Regions from separate parts of the Zea mays genome. Here region 2 is linked to region 1. The links are chromatin contacts, called in public Hi-C maps. All regions are on one chromosome and are shown on one strand. Each heading gives the region's core, a stretch centred on a gene start, on an enhancer-like site or on the middle of the called end of the contact. The rest is flanking DNA. Distances are from core to core; before and after follow the strand shown. Region 1 holds the start of LOC100217016 (F-box protein). Region 2 holds the start of LOC100303903.

What was found. A called contact is a pair of places that touch in the nucleus more often than the background predicts.
Region 2: a Hi-C map of tassel shows a contact between it and region 1, with 2.2 times the contacts expected there. The contact joins the promoter of LOC100303903 here to the promoter of LOC100217016 in region 1. A contact is called at or near these places in 2 of 25 Hi-C or Micro-C datasets (ear and tassel).

Annotation. Positions count from the first base shown.
Region 1 is chr4:157,890,356-157,895,306 of Zm-B73-REFERENCE-NAM-5.0, reverse strand. LOC100217016 (F-box protein) reads left to right here and starts at 2,959. Exons shown (of 6, transcript NM_001175120.1): 1 at 2,959-3,538; 2 at 4,370-4,475; 3 at 4,557-4,772; 4 at 4,847-4,951. The coding sequence starts at 3,050.
Region 2 is chr4:158,168,506-158,173,456 of Zm-B73-REFERENCE-NAM-5.0, reverse strand. It overlaps LOC100303903, which reads left to right and starts at 2,818. Exons shown (of 4, transcript NM_001165487.2): 1 at 2,818-3,007; 2 at 3,098-3,371. The coding sequence starts at 2,886. It also overlaps the pseudogene LOC103653874.

The DNA.
Region 1 (4,951 bases), core at 1,710-4,209:
AGGTAAACTGCTATCCAAGGCTGGTAGGGAAACTCTAGTGAAATTGGTGCTATCCGCACAGCCAATCTACCATCTAACGGTTTTTCCGCCTTATAAATGGTTGCTGCATTCAATTGACAAAATGAGACGTAACTTCCTGTGGAAAGGGAACAATCCAGAGGCTTGCTCCGGGGGTCACTGCCTTATCAACTGGCCCACAACTTGCCTCCCAAAGAGCAAGGGGGGTCTTGGAATTCTGGATCTTGATCGTTTTGCGAGGGGGTTAAGACTAAGATGGCTTTGGCTACGATGGAAGAGCAAAGACAGGGCGTGGACTGCCATGAAGCTTCCTTGTGACAGTACTGATGAAGATCTCTTCAATGCATCCACAATGGTGACGGTTGGCAATGGCAAGATAGCTGAGTTCTGGAAATCTAGCTGGATCCATGGTCAAGCCCCTAAGAGCATTGCACCTTCACTCTTCAGGAAGACAAAGAGGAAGAATATCACGGTTGAAAAAGCTCTCACTAACAACAATTGGATACGATTATGCTTCCCATGCTCGGGGGAGGTTGAGCTTAGAGAGTTCGTCTCTCTATGGCAGGCCATAGGTAACATGCAAGAACTCAATGGTTTGGAGGACACCATTACTTGGAAATGGTCGGCAGATGGGCAGTACAGTGCAAGCAGTGCTTACAACATCCAATTCTCATCCAATTATAGTACAATGAATCTCTGCCCTATTTGGAAGGCTAAGGTGGAACCGAGGTGCCGTTTCTTTGCCTGGACATTACTACATAAGAGAATCCTAACGGCCGATAACCTTCTTAAAAGGGGTTGGCCTTGCAACCCATTATGCTGTCTCTGTAACTCGGCCCCAGAAACAATTCTGCACTTATGCAAGGACTGCCCCTTCAGTAGAGAGGTGTGGATCAAAGTGTTGTCCTGGGCCAACCTTCCTTTCTTGAATGGGTTTCCCAGCGACACATCTTTGTATGATTGGTGGACGGGTCTGCGTAGCCTTTGCAACAGACAGTCAAGAAGATGCTTCGACGGCCTGCTAATTCATTTTTGGTGGAATTTATGGCTGGAAAGAAATAACAGAATTTTCCAAAGTCAGCATAGAAGCGTTAATCAAGTGGCCCTTGCAGTCATCGGATATTGCTAGTAGTTGAGGTCTTGTTGATCTGGTCTAGTGGGTTTTTGTTCTTCTCTTTTTATTTTTTCTTTCTTATCCTCTCCCCTCCGGTTCTTTGGTTTTGTATCTTCCATTTCTTTGCTCTCTAATCTAATATATTTCGGAGCGGCAAGTCTTTTGCCCCTTCCTTTCAAAAAAAAATTTATACAAAGCCATATAGACCACAGAACATTAGCTCCACCCATGAAAATGAGCTTCTTAACACTGGGTTTAGCTCCCTTAGTCCACTGCCCAAAATAGTGTGTGCAGCATTTTGTGGAGCCATAATTTCAGTGCAAATTTCAACTAATCTCCAAAGGAATCTAGCAAAGAAACATTTGAAGAAGAGATGATCAATGCTTTCATTATAGCTACACTAACAACATTTTAAACTACCCTTCCACTTCTTTTTAACTACATTATCTTTGGTGAGTGTAACTCCTTCATGGATATACCAAAGAAACACCTTCATCTTCCGGGTCACTTTTGTTTTCCGTATTGATACATGTTTAGGTGCAATATTAAGATTACACAACTTATCATACATGGAGCCCACAGAAAATTTGTCATTTTTAAGGAAGCCAAAAAAATCCCTATCACTGGTAAGTTGTATAGGTTGTACTCTTAGCAAAAAGATGTTGCAATTTAGCCTCAATTCTTCGCACTATTCCCTCCTGAAAATAATTTCGGTGGATCAAAACCAACTACCTCAGCCATAGATGCTTGCTTTCTAAAGGCTATGTTATATAGACATAGATAATGATTTTAAGGCATTTGTACCGAGCCATATGGCATCCCCAAACCTAACTAGCTAGCTCCCCATCTTGGAGTGCAAAACGACCAAACTGTACAAACTGGCTTCATTGAAAAGCCTAAATAACCATTTACTAAGGAGGCATGTATTATGTAGTCCTAAGACCAACTCCAGCAACACTCCCCATCCCACTCCGCATCCGCATTTTGCACGGTCTGAGGCACTATTGCGCTCTCCAGCAGGCTCCGCATCCCTCTCCGCAAAATAGACGCCGTGTCCCTGCACTCCCCATTTCCACGCTTTCTCTCTCCTCTCCGCAGCTCTCTGCGTGCGCGCGCGGCTGCTCGCGGGCCCCAGGTGTCATAGACTGCATGCGGAGTGGGATGGGGAGTGTTGCTGGAAACGGAGACGGATACGGAGAGGAGAGAGAATCTGTTGGCCGCGCGTTTTAGGGATACGGAGAGGGAGTCTGCTGGAGTTGGTCTAAGTCCTTTATCCCCAGACTGCCCTACTCAACTGGTCTATACATAATACTCCATCTTGCTAGTCTATATTTTTTTTCCTTCTGTTGTACTCCTTGCCTAAAGAATATTGATCTAAAGTTTCAAGCCCTCTTTAGGAATTTCAAAGCAAGAAACCATATAAACCACCAAATCACTCAGCACAAAATTTACTAGTGTCAACCTTCCTCCATAGATTAAGTATTTGGCTTTCCAAGAATTTCGTTTTCTTTCAAACTTTTCTTCCACTATTGTCCGATCCTTGTTGTGTAGTCCAGTACGATGCATGGGAAATGAATTTTGCTGGCACAGCAGCAGGTCCGCCTGATATCTGATCTGAGCTGCTTATTTATGTTACTGTATATGCCTGCTTTTTTTTCTTACATTATCACTGATGATTTCTGTGTCTGGCTGTCTGCGTTGCATAGTAGGGTTCACCTGTCAGCGAAAAGCTTTACAAGCCAAGGCCCAATAGCTAGGAGGCCCAGCTATGGAAGCCTAAACACAGCTTCCCAGGCCAGGCCTCCCTCACAAACCGCCCCAATCCCCAAAGAGTAGACGCAACGGCACAACGCAAGCGCGCGCTCTGCAACTAACCAAGAAGAGGGGAGAGGCAAAGCGCAGAGCGAAGCCAAGAAGATGGCCGCGGCTGCCGCCGTCCCGGACGGCGTCTCCTCCTGCGGGAGCACCAACATGCGCCGCGCCGACCACCTTCCTCAGCTCCCGATTCCGCTGCCCTGCATGGGCGAGCCCACCGCCGCCTCCCGCGTCTCGCCGGGCTCCTCCCCGGCCCGCTCCGAGGCCTCGCGAGGCGCCCCCTGCTACAACGCCGACGCCGAGCCGGACCCGGACCCGGAGCCGGAGCCCGAGGCGTCCGTGGGGCGGAGCACGCAGATGCTGCTCGCGATGGCCGCCATGGGCGGGCACGGCGGGCACTACGGCCGCCGCCCGGCCTCGTCCTACGGCAGCTGCGCCGCGTGGAGCGCCGGGTCGCTCACCAGGCACCGCCCCGCATCGCCGTCCCCGATCTGCAGCCCCGCGAACAGCCACGACGGCGGCGGCGAGGAGGAGGAGGACCGCGAACCGCACGGCGGTGACGACGCCTCCTCGTTTGTCACGCCACGGGTGGTCAGTTTTCGTGCTCTTTTAAGTCTTAACTTGTTGGCGCCCCTTTTGTTCCTGGACTGATTCTTGCTCGATATGGAGCGAAGGTGCCTCCGTGGTCCTCGGTTCTCCACCTGTACTGCATTTGATCTTGATTCCATGCTTAGTAGCTTGCAGTCTTGAATGCTGTCAGGATGCGCTGATACATTCTGCTAGTCCATGCTGGCGTAGAGGTGGTTTCTTTTCTTGGACGGAGCTGGTTTCTTTTCTTACAATTTTCTAGGCTTTTTGATAAATTCTTAAATGTGTTAATGTTGCTGGACTAGATGGATTGCTCCCAAGACTTAGGGAGTGTTTGGTTTGAGGAATCACTCCATCCAAAATGTGGTGGTGTAGCATGGATCTATTCCTCAAATTTGGTGGGATGAACTTATTCCTCATATTAGTACTAACTTACTAACTATAAGGAATAAGGTGATGATGGATCAACTCATTTCATTCCACAAACCAAACAAAAATGTGAGGAGTGAGAAGATGATGGACTAGCCCATTCCTCAAACCAAACAGCCTATTAGGTAACTGACTAGCAGCAAAGCCTGCTCCTTCACGACTTGGGCTTCTCGTCAGTTACCACGTTTCTGCAGAGGGCCAAAACCCATAGCATCATGTACTTGTTCATCTAGATTTCTGCATTACCTTGTTAACTTCTGCTCATCTAACTTCTGTGTCTGATTCCATCCGATTGTTATGCATGAAGGTCCCATTTTCTTTGTAAACTTTATTATTTTTTCAATCCCTTTGGTACTTCACAACCTAGATTGAAGCAGAAACTAACAATCCAAATCTATTCTGAAGGAAGAAGAGCAAGGCAGGACCAGAGCAGATTTCATGAATCCTTCTGCTATGCCACGGAATATCAGACTGCAGACACCCAGGCACCCTTCTCTGCTGGATAGGAGAGGTGCCTCCTTTTGTTGTCGCCTCTGTTCATATATTAGGCACACAATTTTTTTTCTTGCAATTCATGTTCAATAATATGCAGTTGAAGGCGCCAATCAAATGCCTCCGAGATTCATCCACAAGACCACACCAGCTAGATTTATGCGCCGAGTTCGCTCCTCACGTAATTTCCGACAGCGCGTGGATGCATTAGATGCTACCAATGAATGGAGATTGCCCAAAGTCAGTGAAGGGGATGACGAGGGAGGTGATAAAAAAGACTGGCAGAGCAATACCGTGTCATCTCGCGTATCTTCAGGTAAGCCTGAACCTCATGGAGTTCATCAGATATCCAGCCTAATCTGAACTTTGACACAGTCGTGTATGCTGCAGCCCGTGATTGGAATTTTGAGTCTGACGGTGCCTATCAGGGTAGCAATCGTAGTGATCGTGCATTTGGCGATTCAGATGGTGAGAACTGTCCAGTTGAAGTGCAAA
Region 2 (4,951 bases), core at 1,569-4,068, 280 kb before region 1:
CATCATCCTCCTCCCTCCTCCTAAGGTGATCTCTATTGCTCATATCCATAGCAAAACTAAAGTAGCATCAAAAGACATAAGGAAAATTAATTACTAAAGCTAGTTATGTAGTTCATATAATTCAATTTCTTTAGGTTTTGGCTAGTACCTTGAGAAAATGGGTCAGGCACCAACACCCAAGATGGGGGAGGCTCGTCCTCGCCTACTCTTACTGGAGCAGGGACAATCTGAAAATAAATAAAGAGAACCGTTACTCCAGTTACATCGGTGATCAGTTGGAATGGCTTCAATCCCCAGCGACTGCATTGGATAGTTGAAAGCAAGCCATGTACTTGTCGAACAGTTAGTGATAAAAACCAGACAAACCCTTCAGCGCGTAGTGTCATTGTGTTTGTGTTCTTTCATATGATGGTCATCACATTGATGTGTGAGTGGCTGAGTGTGACACACAGACTGAAGAAACTTCTAAACATGATAGCCATATGTGCTTTTCCATATTTATTAGTCGATGCTTCTAAACCGGATCGATTTGCTAGTAAAAACCCACGCAAATACGAAGGAATGGAAATGCCAGCTGATGATTAATTAGAACGAAGGAACAGCACACACTACTCTTCTTTAATCGTTTGTCCACAAGATCCATGGACCCTCGCTGGCTGACTAGCTAGCTTAATGGCGTGCAAACTTAACCTGCAATAATCTGACGATCCCTACACATACAGTCAAAAATTTGCAAAGGTCGTAGCAGATCGAAGTAGAAATCTAGTCCCGGCCAGTCGAGCGTGCGATCGATCCAGGCACAAAGAAGAAAGCATCAACAAAGTAGAGTGAAGAACCATAGATACGATGCACGCAGAGCTCCAACTCCAAAACGAGATTCATAGAAATTCCTGAAGAGGAAACAAGCTAGCAAAAAAGAAACTCGTGCTATATACGTACGACACCAGTGTGTGTGCGTGGTGAGAGCGCGAGATCAACGAATGCACATACTGTCGGAAAATTCTGATGCTGTCTACCTTGGAAGAAGAGAGCCGGAGAGAGGTAGGGGAGAGAGGGGGTGCGACCGTGCGAGAGAGGCCGGAGAGCGAGCGCACTAGTTTGATACGGTCTTGACGCCGGTCTCGACCCAGGGATGGAGATAGGAGTTGACGAGCTCGAGATCGCTGGGATGGGAATGGAAGGCCGGATACGGTGGCTTGATGGCCGTCGACGGAGGGCGTGCCATGGAGAGGTTGCGGCGCGACGACGACGGCGACGGTGCTGGAGGGGGACAGGGACGAGAGAAGACTTCGAATTCGAGATGAAATAAGAACCTGAGGCGGGCGAGTTCGCAATAGATCTGCGCGGCCTCGCCGACGCCGTCGAAGAGCAGGGCAGTGGTCGGGATCTGGGAGCCGATGTGGAAGTGCTGCAGCTGGACGTAGAAAGATAGAGAGAGGGGCAGAGAGCAGATGAGAAAGGATCAAACCGGAGAGAAGTTTGCCAGCGGTGTCGACGTTGCCGGCGTCGGAGAGGAAGACTCCTTGCGCTGCCGCCGCTCTCCTCGGACACGGAGCGGTCACAGCTTCGTGGTTTGTTTCCAGACCCTAGGAGTCATGGCTCGGATCCAGGATCCACTGTAGCAAAAAAAAATTCCAAACCTATGGGCTTGAATTCCGGTGGGCTTAACCGAACGCGAAAAAAATTAAAATCTCAATTTTTTCCTGGGCTTGGAATATAGCCTGGATTGGGCTACAATCCAGCCTCATCCCAGTCTGGATGGGCTTAAACGAACGAAGCCTAACTTGATGGAGCCAGCCGAGGCCGAGGGCGGAGCGCCCCCAATCCCGACTAGGAAAAAGAATCCGGCTGCCGTCCGTTGGCCCACTCTCTGCTCATCCTCTTCCAGTCTTTCTACACCCAAACCCCATATCGCACGCGTCGAGTGCCAAAATCTCAATCCCAATTAGAGATGACAATGAATAAATAGTCACTGGGTATTACTATCTTATACTCATACTCACGACAAAAAATCAACCTCATCAGATCATCCATATCCACTAGCGGGTATGGATTCACCCTCATACCCATACACACAAAGATTAAACATTTATCAAAATAATACATTATACAAATGTCAAGTATTTCCATCTAAATACTATTACAAAATTTCTAGCTTCACTCAGTCATCCATTCAACAACACCATAGGTAATTGAATAATGTAGCAACACTAGAATAGTACCACATAACATATTACATATTTTATTACATGGCAATCAAGTAGTTGTTAATCTTTTTATGACATTATCGTTCAAAAAGATTGTTAAACAGTTAAAAAAAGATGATTGAAGTCTAAATTTATGCTTTTAGGTCAAGTTTATACTGAATATTTTATACTCTAATACGGGTGAAGATAGACCATTCTAATATCTGTTTATCTAAATTCTTTATCAATAAAAAACACATAGATAGAATATTTATTATATATATATATAATCTAATGGAATAAATATATCGGGTCGCGGGTACCATTCCCAAGATTTTTGATGTCTAAGTTGTCACATTTTGCTTAACTTTTATGTCTAAGGTTAAGGGTCTATTTGGTTCGTGACTAACTTTGCCACACTTTGCTTAAGATTAATTGTCTGAATTGAAGAACTAACTTTAGACAGAAAAGTTAAGTAAAGTGTAGCAAGTTAGACTATAAATCAAATATGCTCTAGTTCTTTAATTCGTACTACTAACCTTAGTCGGTCAGTGACACGTTAGCCACAAACAAACAGGCCCTAAAGTCATCCCAATCCAATTACGCCACGCCTGCGCCGCCAGCCCGCCACATCTGTCACACCGCCCAAAGTTCGGAGGGAAGTCCTCAACGACGTCGCGGCCATTTGCAGCTCGGACGATGGCGTCCAATTCCGCGGCCCCGGCTGCCGCCGACGGGGGCGACGACCTCGACCAGCTCCTCGACAGCGCGCTCGACGACTTCACCAGCCTCGACCTCTCCGCATCTGCCGCCCCCAAAAGGTACTGTCTCTGGCCTATCCTCGTCGGAGCCAAAAGCTGCTTCCGCTAGGATTTCGAGCGAATAACTGACTCTCGAGTCTCGCTCTACAGCGCCGGTGAGGCATCGGGGTCAGGATCGGGAGGCAAGGGGCCGGTGAAGGGGCTGGGGCTGGGGCTTCCGGACCCCAAGGTGCCGAAGCGGCGCGCGGGGAAGCAGCCACCGCCGAGGGGCGCGTGCGCCAAAGAGGCGCTTGAGGAGCTGACGCGCGAGACGCGGGAGGCTGTGCGCGAGCTCGAGACGGCCACTGGGGGTGTTCCGTCACTGGACGATGACGCCATGATGGAGGAGTTCGTCAAACAGTTCGAGGAGTTCGCAGGGGCACAGGCAATTCTCTAGTCTCTCTATTGCACAATTACATGTACAATTGGGAAATGATTGTTTTGTTCATGATAGTATCTACAGTTTTTGCCCCCTTCGAAACAATACCTATAGTCTGTTACCTGAAGCTTGCTTGATACTAACTCTGTCCGAAATTACAGTTCAAGCTTATCTAAATTTGACCGAGTTTTTAGAAAAAAACACACACCAACATTTATACAAAATCAAATTAGTTTCATTAAATTTCCCATGACATCTCTCTTGATAGTGCATTTAATTGTAGATGTTAATATGTTTCTTTCTAAAAACGTGGTCAAAATTTGACAAGTTTGACTTAGGACAAACGCAAAGCGAATTATAATTTTGAATGGAGGAGTATGACTGAACCATTGTGTATTTTATGTTGGCATTGTTGAAACGTGTTCTCAGACTACTTTTGATGTCCACACGGTGGGGGTTGGGAGGTGAGGAGTCTGTTCCTTGTTTTCAGCTACTTATCTTCCATTTCTCTCGGCACGTCATGGTTTCAATCTGGTCAAGGGAAGAAGGAAAATAGTGGAGTGCTGCTAGCAGGCCAGGGCCTGAGCGGCACAATGACCATGGGGGTAGCCGCCCAGCAGCTATGCAAACGGGGAGGGCATGAAGGATGTCCAGATAGTGAGGTGCTATGCGGCCAGTAAATGACATGTAGGGACCAGGAGCTGATGCCATCGCCGAGTGAAATGGCATGTAGGTATGTAGGGAAGTGAAACAGCATGTAGATCAATAAGCAGTAATAGTACAGAAAGAAATTGCAGAGTGGCGCCTGTTCAATCTGTTCATCATCCAAGAGCATGGCTCCTGTTTTCAACTAGAGTGACGGAAACTCTATTGCAGAGTGGCGAAAGTGGCAGAAGTGAAGGCGCCTGTAGAGCATCGGTTCGATGGAACAAACGGATTTCGTAAAGGGGAAGTGAAGACGTCTGTTGCTACTTGGGTTACGAGCCAGAGGCATTCCTTCACGGAGAGACGGCTCCACGATTTTTTTGCAAATGCCCCTTTAGACACCTCAAGAGCCCCTATATTAAACACCAATGTACATGTCCTAATATAGCTAAGGGGAACATATCTGGTGCAAACCAATCCCTCTGTGCAACCGTGCAAACTTCTAATCTAGGCCATATAATGTTGATCCAAAGGGGGTGCGCTGGGGAGTGAGAGGGGACATTTGCAAAAGTGTGATTAGGAGCGGACGGTTAAGTGCAAAATTATCCACTACCGCGCGTCCCCTTAAATCAACATCATGTGACTCAGATTAGAAGTTTACACGGTTGCACGGAAGGGTTGGTTTGCACTAGATATGTTCCCTATAGCTAAATGCTATAGCCAGCTATTTGGAACACTGATTCGATGTGACTGAACATAGATATTTCACTTCTATATGACTATATCTCATCTCAAGGAATTATCAATTATCATGCTACTGTTTGATGTTAGAGCATAATTAATTTAAAAAGTAAATTTCACAACATATATTTTACGATCATGGATTCTGAAAACTACATGCTCTTCATTAGTTGGCAATTGCAACTCACCATAGATTTTAT